2 separate regions of the Ovis aries genome follow, and region 2 is linked to region 1. The links are chromatin contacts, called in public Hi-C maps. All regions are on one chromosome and are shown on one strand. Each heading gives the region's core, a stretch centred on a gene start, on an enhancer-like site or on the middle of the called end of the contact. The rest is flanking DNA. Distances are from core to core; before and after follow the strand shown. Region 1 has its middle 65 kb from the start of BACH2. Region 2 holds the start of BACH2 (BTB domain and CNC homolog 2).

Evidence for each region. Hi-C and Micro-C count contacts between places; a contact is called where the count stands out from the background.
Region 2: a contact with region 1 is called in a Hi-C map of liver, with 2.4 times the contacts expected there. The contact joins the promoter of BACH2 here to the enhancer-like site in region 1. A contact is called at or near these places in 3 of 16 Hi-C or Micro-C datasets (liver, muscle and skin fibroblasts).

What each region holds. Positions count from the first base shown.
Region 1 is chr8:47,252,989-47,256,753 of ARS-UI_Ramb_v3.0, reverse strand. No RefSeq gene overlaps it. Among named protein-coding and RNA genes, the nearest start is that of BACH2, 65 kb to the left of the region's middle. Within about 2 kb of position 1,518, at least 33 of the 54 cell types and tissues checked have an H3K27ac peak or open chromatin away from gene starts, as enhancers often do. A contact at or near this core is called in liver and muscle, where this site is marked.
Region 2 is chr8:47,318,225-47,321,892 of ARS-UI_Ramb_v3.0, reverse strand. It overlaps BACH2 (BTB domain and CNC homolog 2), which reads right to left and starts at 1,829. Exons shown (of 7, transcript XM_060419566.1): 1 at 1,425-1,829.

The DNA.
Region 1 (3,765 bases), core at 269-2,768:
ACCAATTTGCATTCCCACCAACCATGCATCAGGGTTCCTTTTTCTCCATGTCCTTGCAAACACTTGTTATTTATCGTCCTTTTAGTCATACTGGCGGGTATACATTAGTATCTCATTTTGGTTTTGATTTGGATTTCCCTGGTGCTTAGTGATATTGAACATCATGTCGTGTGTCTATTGGCCATCTGTATATCTTCTTTGGAAAAAAAAAAATGTTTATTAAGTTGCTCTGTCCATTCTTGAAGAAAGCTGAGCACCGAGGAACTGATGCTTTTAAACTGTGATGTTGGAGAAGACTCTTGAGAGTTTCTTGGACTGCAAGGAGATCCAACCAGTCCATCCTAAAGGAGACCAGTCCTGGGTGTTCATTGGAAGGACTGATGCTAAGGCTGAAACTCCAATACTTGAGCCACCTCATGTGAAGAGCTGACTCATTGGAAAAGACTCTGATGCTGGGAGGGATTGAGGGCAGGAGGAGAAAGGGGACGACAGAGGATGAGATGGCTGGATGGCATGACTGACTCGATGGATGTGAGTTTGAGTGAACTCCGGGAGTTGCTGATGGACAGGGAGGCCTGGCATGCTGTGATTCATGGGGTCACAAAGAGTCGGAAACGACTGAGTGACTGAACTGACTGACTGTCCATTCTTAAATTGGATCATTTGGGGTTTTGCTCTTGAGTTATATGAATTCTTTATTTTGAGTATTAATCCCTTATCAGATATACAATTTGCATATATATTTCTCCCATTCAGTAGGTTATCTTTTCATTTTGTAGATGGTTTCATTTCTCCAATTTCTATCTCTAGAATTTTGGAACCCACTCATGGAAGAAAAAAGAGAAAAAAAAAAAACCACTCAAAAAAGTGCTGGCCAGAAAGTCATACAAATTCTTCTTGAAAGAAAATGTTACAAATATTCAAAATGTTTCAATCTATCAGCCTTGGAGAAAAAATTACTTCTTGGTTAAAGAACAAAACAGCTTGTGCTTATATAGTATATTGGATGGGAAAATACCTGTAACACACATTAAAATAAAATCATGTGAAAATAAGCTCAGAGGTAGCTTATTTTCTTTAAACTTTATTGATAGAAATAACTTCTGGGTGTTATTTGGTGATGCAGGTTGAATCTCTGTGGGACCCTGGCTGGTAACGTGGGGTGAACTTCACTCCACCATCTTTCCTGGAACACCATTCAGCATCTTCCCTTTTGTTTTTTCCCCTGGACTCTTTAGCAAACGGCTTCCAGTTTGGGGAAAAAAATTTTTTTTCAGCCCACACTTAACTGTTTTTTTGCAATAATCACGCCACCTCTAGCTTAGCTCATGGTATGAGAAAGCTTAATAAGACTTCACATTTTGGTTCTTGATGAGTAGCCAGGTCGCAGGCTGCTGAGGAAGCAAGATTTATCCTCTCTGAGGACTCAGAGTAAAGCCCTTACCATGTCCTTACGAAACTATGAAAGAAGCCCTGGGAGAAAAGAGCAAAACAAAACACACCACTAAAGACAGTGTGTGCTGAGAGCAGCAGGCATGTGCTGGTCAAGGAATTAGATCACTCAAAGTGGTGAGTCATTCCGCAACTATGCAGTGTTTGCGGTCGAAGAGAAACCTTTGCCAGAGAATGACTAAAATCTATTGGCAGCGTCTTTAAAGGAATCATGACTGGGCCCAAACCCGTGAATACGCAAGTGTGCTTTTTTTTTCTTCTTCTTTTTTTACTGATTCAAGACTGAGAGTAAGAAAACACCACCCCTGTTGACGTCTAAGCTACAGCACGGTCTGTGGGGCATTCCCGGCAACGGCTCTCGATAGGGCCAAGTCCAGTCACTCCTCTCCGTGTATGGACGTGGCTGTGTGTGTGCAGTTAGTAGAATGAACAAAGCAGCCTTATACAAATTGTTTGAGTCATTTGGACTTGATAATTTAGAAATAAGCCTAGAGGAGAAAATCCCCAAATTTGGTTATTGTTTCAGTTTCCTGTGGCTGACATAATGAAGTGCTGTAAACGGAGGCTTAAACAGCACAGTTTATTGTCTCACAGTCCTCGAGGCTAGAAGTCCAAGATCGAGGTGTCAGCAGGGTTGGTTCCTTCGAGAGCTGTGAGGGAAAATCTGGCTTATGCTTCTCTTCTAGCTTCTGGTGTTTTGCTGGCAAACGGTGCTGTTCCCTGACTTGAAGAAGCAACACCAGGATCTCTGCCTTCATTTTCACATCGTGTTCTCCCTGTATGTGTCTGTCTCCAAGTTTCCCCTTTGATAAGGACATCAGTCATATTGGATTGGGGCCCACTGTGCTCCGCTATGACCTCATCTCAACTAATTACATCTGCAATGACCCTATCTCCAAATAAGATCACATTCCCAGGGGCTGGAGCTTGGAACTTTAGCATGTGTATTTGGGGGAGGAGTACAAAATTCAGCCCATAATGGTTGCTTATCTATCAGCCAGGGATAATTTATTCCAAAAGTAGTAGGTGCATGGGGGCTTCCCTGGAGGCTCAATGGTAAAGAATCTGCCTGCAATGCAGGAGGCCCGGTTCGATCCCTGGATCGGGAAGATCCCCTGGAGGAGGGCTTAGCATCCCTTTCCAATATTCTTGCCTGGAGAATCCCATGGACAGAGAAGCCTGGCGGGCTACAGTCCATAGGATGGCATAGAGTTGGACATGACTCAAGTGACTTAGCACATAGGCATGCCCAGTAGGTTCATATAAAATTCCACAGTAGTCAATGTTATTGTCTATATTAAGTTCAGAAGAAAAGTCCAGAGTTCTAAAAATTTTGAATATGTTTTTCATATATGAGGATTAATTATTTTAAATGGGGCTTCCCTGATGGCTCAGAGGTAAAGAATCTGCCTGCAATGCAGAAGACCCAGGAGACAGGTTCGATCCCTGGGTTGGGAAGATCCCCTGGAGGAGGGCATGGCAACCCACTCCAGTATTCTTGCCTGGAGAATCTCATGGACAGAGGAGCCTGAGGGGTACAGTCCATGGGGTTGCAGAGCTGGACATGACTGAAATGACTGGGCACACATGTACCAATGTTAATTGACGGAGACTCTCTAATCTGAAAAAGAGCGATCCAACTAAACAGGTTTTTTGAAACACCAGGGTACAGTACCCTGTAAAAACACTGGTATTTATCAATGCAAATACCACAGTTCAAAACGTTAAGACTTTGACTTTGAGGCTGTTCAAGGAGCTTGTTTATTTATTTTTTGATGATACTCTTTGAAAAGAAAGTACACTCGTGTGTGGGTGCATCCATGTACATCTACCCCCTGTGAGTGAGTGCAGGGTGCATATTTGTGTCACTGCTGTTTCCAACACTTAGAAGTCCATCATGTAAATCAGGGTGAATGTGTGTAGTCAAGGGAGAGAAACACTGGGATTACCATAGTTAAAGGGGAAAATGAGCAGAAATACGGATCTAAGAATACATGCAGTTCTGGGTGAGTTTTAGGTCTTAGAAGGAGTGAGGCCCTCTATCCACTAAAACTAACACTAAACACGAGCATTTTGGTTTGAAAGTACATTGGCCAGCCAATACAATTACCCATCCTTTCATCAAGGGCTTATTCCTATCCATCCAGGGGCTCTGCATGTGAACATCCACATGTGAAGTCACAGCCTGTCTCCTGGTTGGATTCAAGGCTTAGGAAGGGAGAGTGGGCATTCTTGGGACATCCAGTGGGTGAAATTCCAGGGGAGGTGAGTTGAAGCACTAAAGTGGAGGCTCTGACTTTTCTCTGTGGCACC
Region 2 (3,668 bases), core at 580-3,079, 65 kb before region 1:
TGAGAGACTGCAGCACTAGACCGCGAAGGTGAAAGCCGAGGAACGCTGCGTCCCGCCGCTCCCTTCGCCAGGCGGCCGAGAGTGCGCAGCTCTGCCCGGAGTTGGGCGCCCTCGTCCCTCCTGTTTCGCAGGGGTCACGGGTCATCGAGACGACGGTGACCAGACAGGCAAATTGCGAAGCGCTCCTTCCCCGGCCACAGACAAAAACCATCTGACGGCGGTGCGGGAACTTCCCCCCAAGTTATCAAACTCGCCTACATGCGAGACGGTGCTGCAGATACCTCGCGCGCCCACGACCCTGGAAGCCTGCGGTGCGCGGTCCCTTTCACACGCACACACCCGGCCCTGTCCGCTTCCTCCCACGGTCCGAATTCTTGCAAATCCCCGGCCAAACCGAGGTCGCCGAGGTGCTCACTCGAGTCCCTTCTCGCGGGCAGCTAGGGTAGTCCAAGGAGCGCCGCCCGCCTCCCTCTCCATGGGTGCTCGGCTCCTGAGCACTCACCGGGTGAGAGGAGAAAAACTGCGAGACCCTACAGGGCGCCTCGGCGAGGGGGCGGTGGAGCGGTGTCCCCTGGATAAACTCTCCTAGGTGGAGCCCAAAAGGGGTTTGCAGACTGAAGTGCAGGCAGGGAGAAGAGGGGGTGTGTGTTGCACTTTGATTTCATGCAGAATCGTGGAAGAGGAAGGTGCAAGATTTTTCTGTCTGAAGGCACGAGCCTTTCGGCTCGAGCTCCCCGGGACTCATGCCAATGACCTGGTCCTTGGCTAATAGCGATCGTACCCAGCGCGCAGCCCGAGGTCTGCGCCGAGAGTCCCCGGGCTGCCTCTTCCCGGGACCCTAAACTTGGGCTTTGATACCTCGCCAGTCGCTGTAGTCTCAGCTACCCGGCGGCGACTGACAGCCGAGCGCAAAGCTTCGCGGAGCAGCCCGGGTCGCGGACGCCGCGAGCTGGGAGGAGGCCGCCCGGCCTGGCACCGCGATCGCGGGCTGGGGGCCCGAGTGCAGGGCCGTGGGTCTGACAGCTGCTCCGGTCGCGCGGACGCGCGCCTCCCTCCAGCCCGCCCGCCCCACGCCTGACTTATTACCCTCTGCTCCTCCTCCCCCTGCTGTTCCAAAACACCCGTCGACGCGAGCAAAATACAATGCCTCCTCGCCCGCCGTAAACAGCCGGGCGACAGAGCGCACGGCCGCAGCCGCGCGTCCGCCTGCTCAGCTCCCACCCCCTTCCCGTTCCTAGAAAATGCCATCAAAGCGGGCAGGGCGCTCGGCTGGCGGCTGCGTGCGCACCCCGCAGCCGCGGCTCCCTTCCCGCGCCGCTTCCTCACGCCTCCCCGCCAGTCCCGCAAGCCCGCTCCCCCCGCGCCCCCTCCCCGGCCAACTTGCCCCGCCGCGGGGGCCCGGGACTCGCGGGCCACGGACTCACCTCGCCAGAGAACTTTGCGTTCTTTTCCGTCTCCTCTTGCCCGCGTCCTCCCAGCCCGCAGCCCCCTCCCGGCGGTCGGCGGATCGGGGAGGGGTGGGGGTCACCGAAGGCTCACCGAGGGGAGGCGCATCACATGGCAGCTCGTCCCCAGCCCCCCGAGAGTGGCGGGAAGGGGGAGGGGAAGGGTCGAGGGGAGGCCGGGGAGAAAGCGAGAGCCCGGCGGCCGCGGGAGTGGGCAGGCGCGGTGGCGAGGGCGGCGGCGGGCGCTGGCTTTAGCGCTGCTGCGACCGCAGCCCGGGCGTGCACGGTCGCCGCTGCCGCTGCTGCCGCTGCTGCTGCTGCTGCTGGCGAGGCGGCGGCTGCTCGGCGCTGTTTGCTCCTCGCCGCGCGGCTCGCGCTCTCCCCGGAACGCCCACACTCTCAATCGCTACATTGTTGACATTCGGCGCTGACGTCACCCGTTCCCCATTCACAATAACTTTACGGGAGCCGGGCAGCGCACCTCCCCGGCCGCTGGGGCGCCGTACGCCCGGCGACTAGCGTAAGCCGCTCCGCGAATGGCGCTCCGGGGGCTAGGGCGGAGGGACAGGGGGCGGGCGCGCGCTCGGCCTACTCGCGGGAGGGGGCGCGCCTCACGCCGCCGCCGCTGCTGCTCTCCCCGCTTTGTGCGGCCGCGCGGCCTGGAGAGCCCCTTGCTCCTGGCTCTCCTAGCCGCCTGGTCGGTCCGGCCTGGCCGGCGACTCGCCCAGGGGCCTTGAAAGGCCAGGACTGGGGGCGAGAGGGGTGGTTGGAGAGGTGATGGCTGGTGTGTCACGTGGGGAGCGGGCAGAGCCGGGGCACTAGACCCTGGAAGGGGAGTGGGACCTCGAGACCTGGGTTTCCGGGCTTGCCTAGCGGTTTCCCAAGAAGGGGCAGGAAAAGATGCTCTGCGGGCCCCTCAAAGCTGACCGGTCCCCCTGTTGGGAGCAGACGGGGTGAGAAAGAGTAGCCTCTGACCTAACGTTGATACTGACTTTTGAATCCTTTCCAGGAGGGCCTCCGCCTGTCCCACCGAGGTGGCCTCTAAGTCCACACGCCAGGGTTTGAAAAGGGGCGCGTGCGATTGCGAAGCTCACCCAAGAGCCTACCTCGCAGCTGCTGCCCCAGTCCTGCTGGGTTCCAGCCCCCTCCCCCGCAGCCCACTCGAGAGGCCGCCAGGGTGTTGCTGCTGCACTTGAAGGCCATCGCGCGGCTGCCCTGTCGGAAGAAAGCTTGATGGTGGTTAGGGTTTTACAGAAAGTAATTAGGACTTCGACTGAAGGAACATTTGCAATAAAAGGAGGTTGTGTTAGTATAGTGCTGGTGCCTGCAACTTTACGCCTGCGAAGGCCAAGAAATTCTGCCACGTTTCCCTGAACACCTATAACTTGGCCCCCTTGTGTACAGGCAGTATTCTGTATTATTACATGTGGTGCTGATTTTTAATGAAGATTATAAAACTTTGGCTCGCTCTACTGAGAGAAGGACCATAAATCGCCCCTGTAAAATGGGCACTGGCATATGCTGAGGAAGCAGCGAAGCGCTGCCCTGGGAGTCTTGTGATATCAGCCAAAGTGTTGCTCTGAACCACCTTCGTTTGAGGGCAGAGTTTTCAAAGGCCCCATTTTGAACGTCTGCGTGGAAAGCTAACCAATGGCTGCAAGGAAGCGGAAGGGGCCAAGGTAATTTTTCTAGCAGCATTGCAGAGCCTCCTGGAATAGGTCGAGACCCACACTGGGTATCTTCCTCTGCTAGCATCTCTACTTTTCGGATGAACAGCAGTCCCAGGGGTAGGAGCAGCCCTCAGTCCCCTGATTCGATGAATCTTGTGCTCCTTTTGACAAAATATCCTGGCATCTGAGAGGTTCCTACCTGGCCTCAGGGTCAGGACAGAATTCTGATGATCTGCCTTGGCGGGGCCATTTCTTATAGTCTTCTGAACAGTGATGTTTCTGCATTCCTCCTTCTTGTAAGCATGTGAGTGTCAATGTGATAACTTTGCTTTTTAGTAGAACCAAGCAATGTTTTCTCCTAAGTGCCAGGCTTGAGAAGATCGCTAGGAGGGTGGAGTAGATTAATTTGTTTTGAAAACAAATTGTGGCCACCCAGCTGTGAATGGAGTTGGGTGCATCAGAGTAGATTGTTGAGGGTGGAGGTTGGCATAGGTTGTGGTGAGAGGGTGGGGTTGGGGCGGAGTGGCTGGTGGAAACGGATCTTGCCACCGTG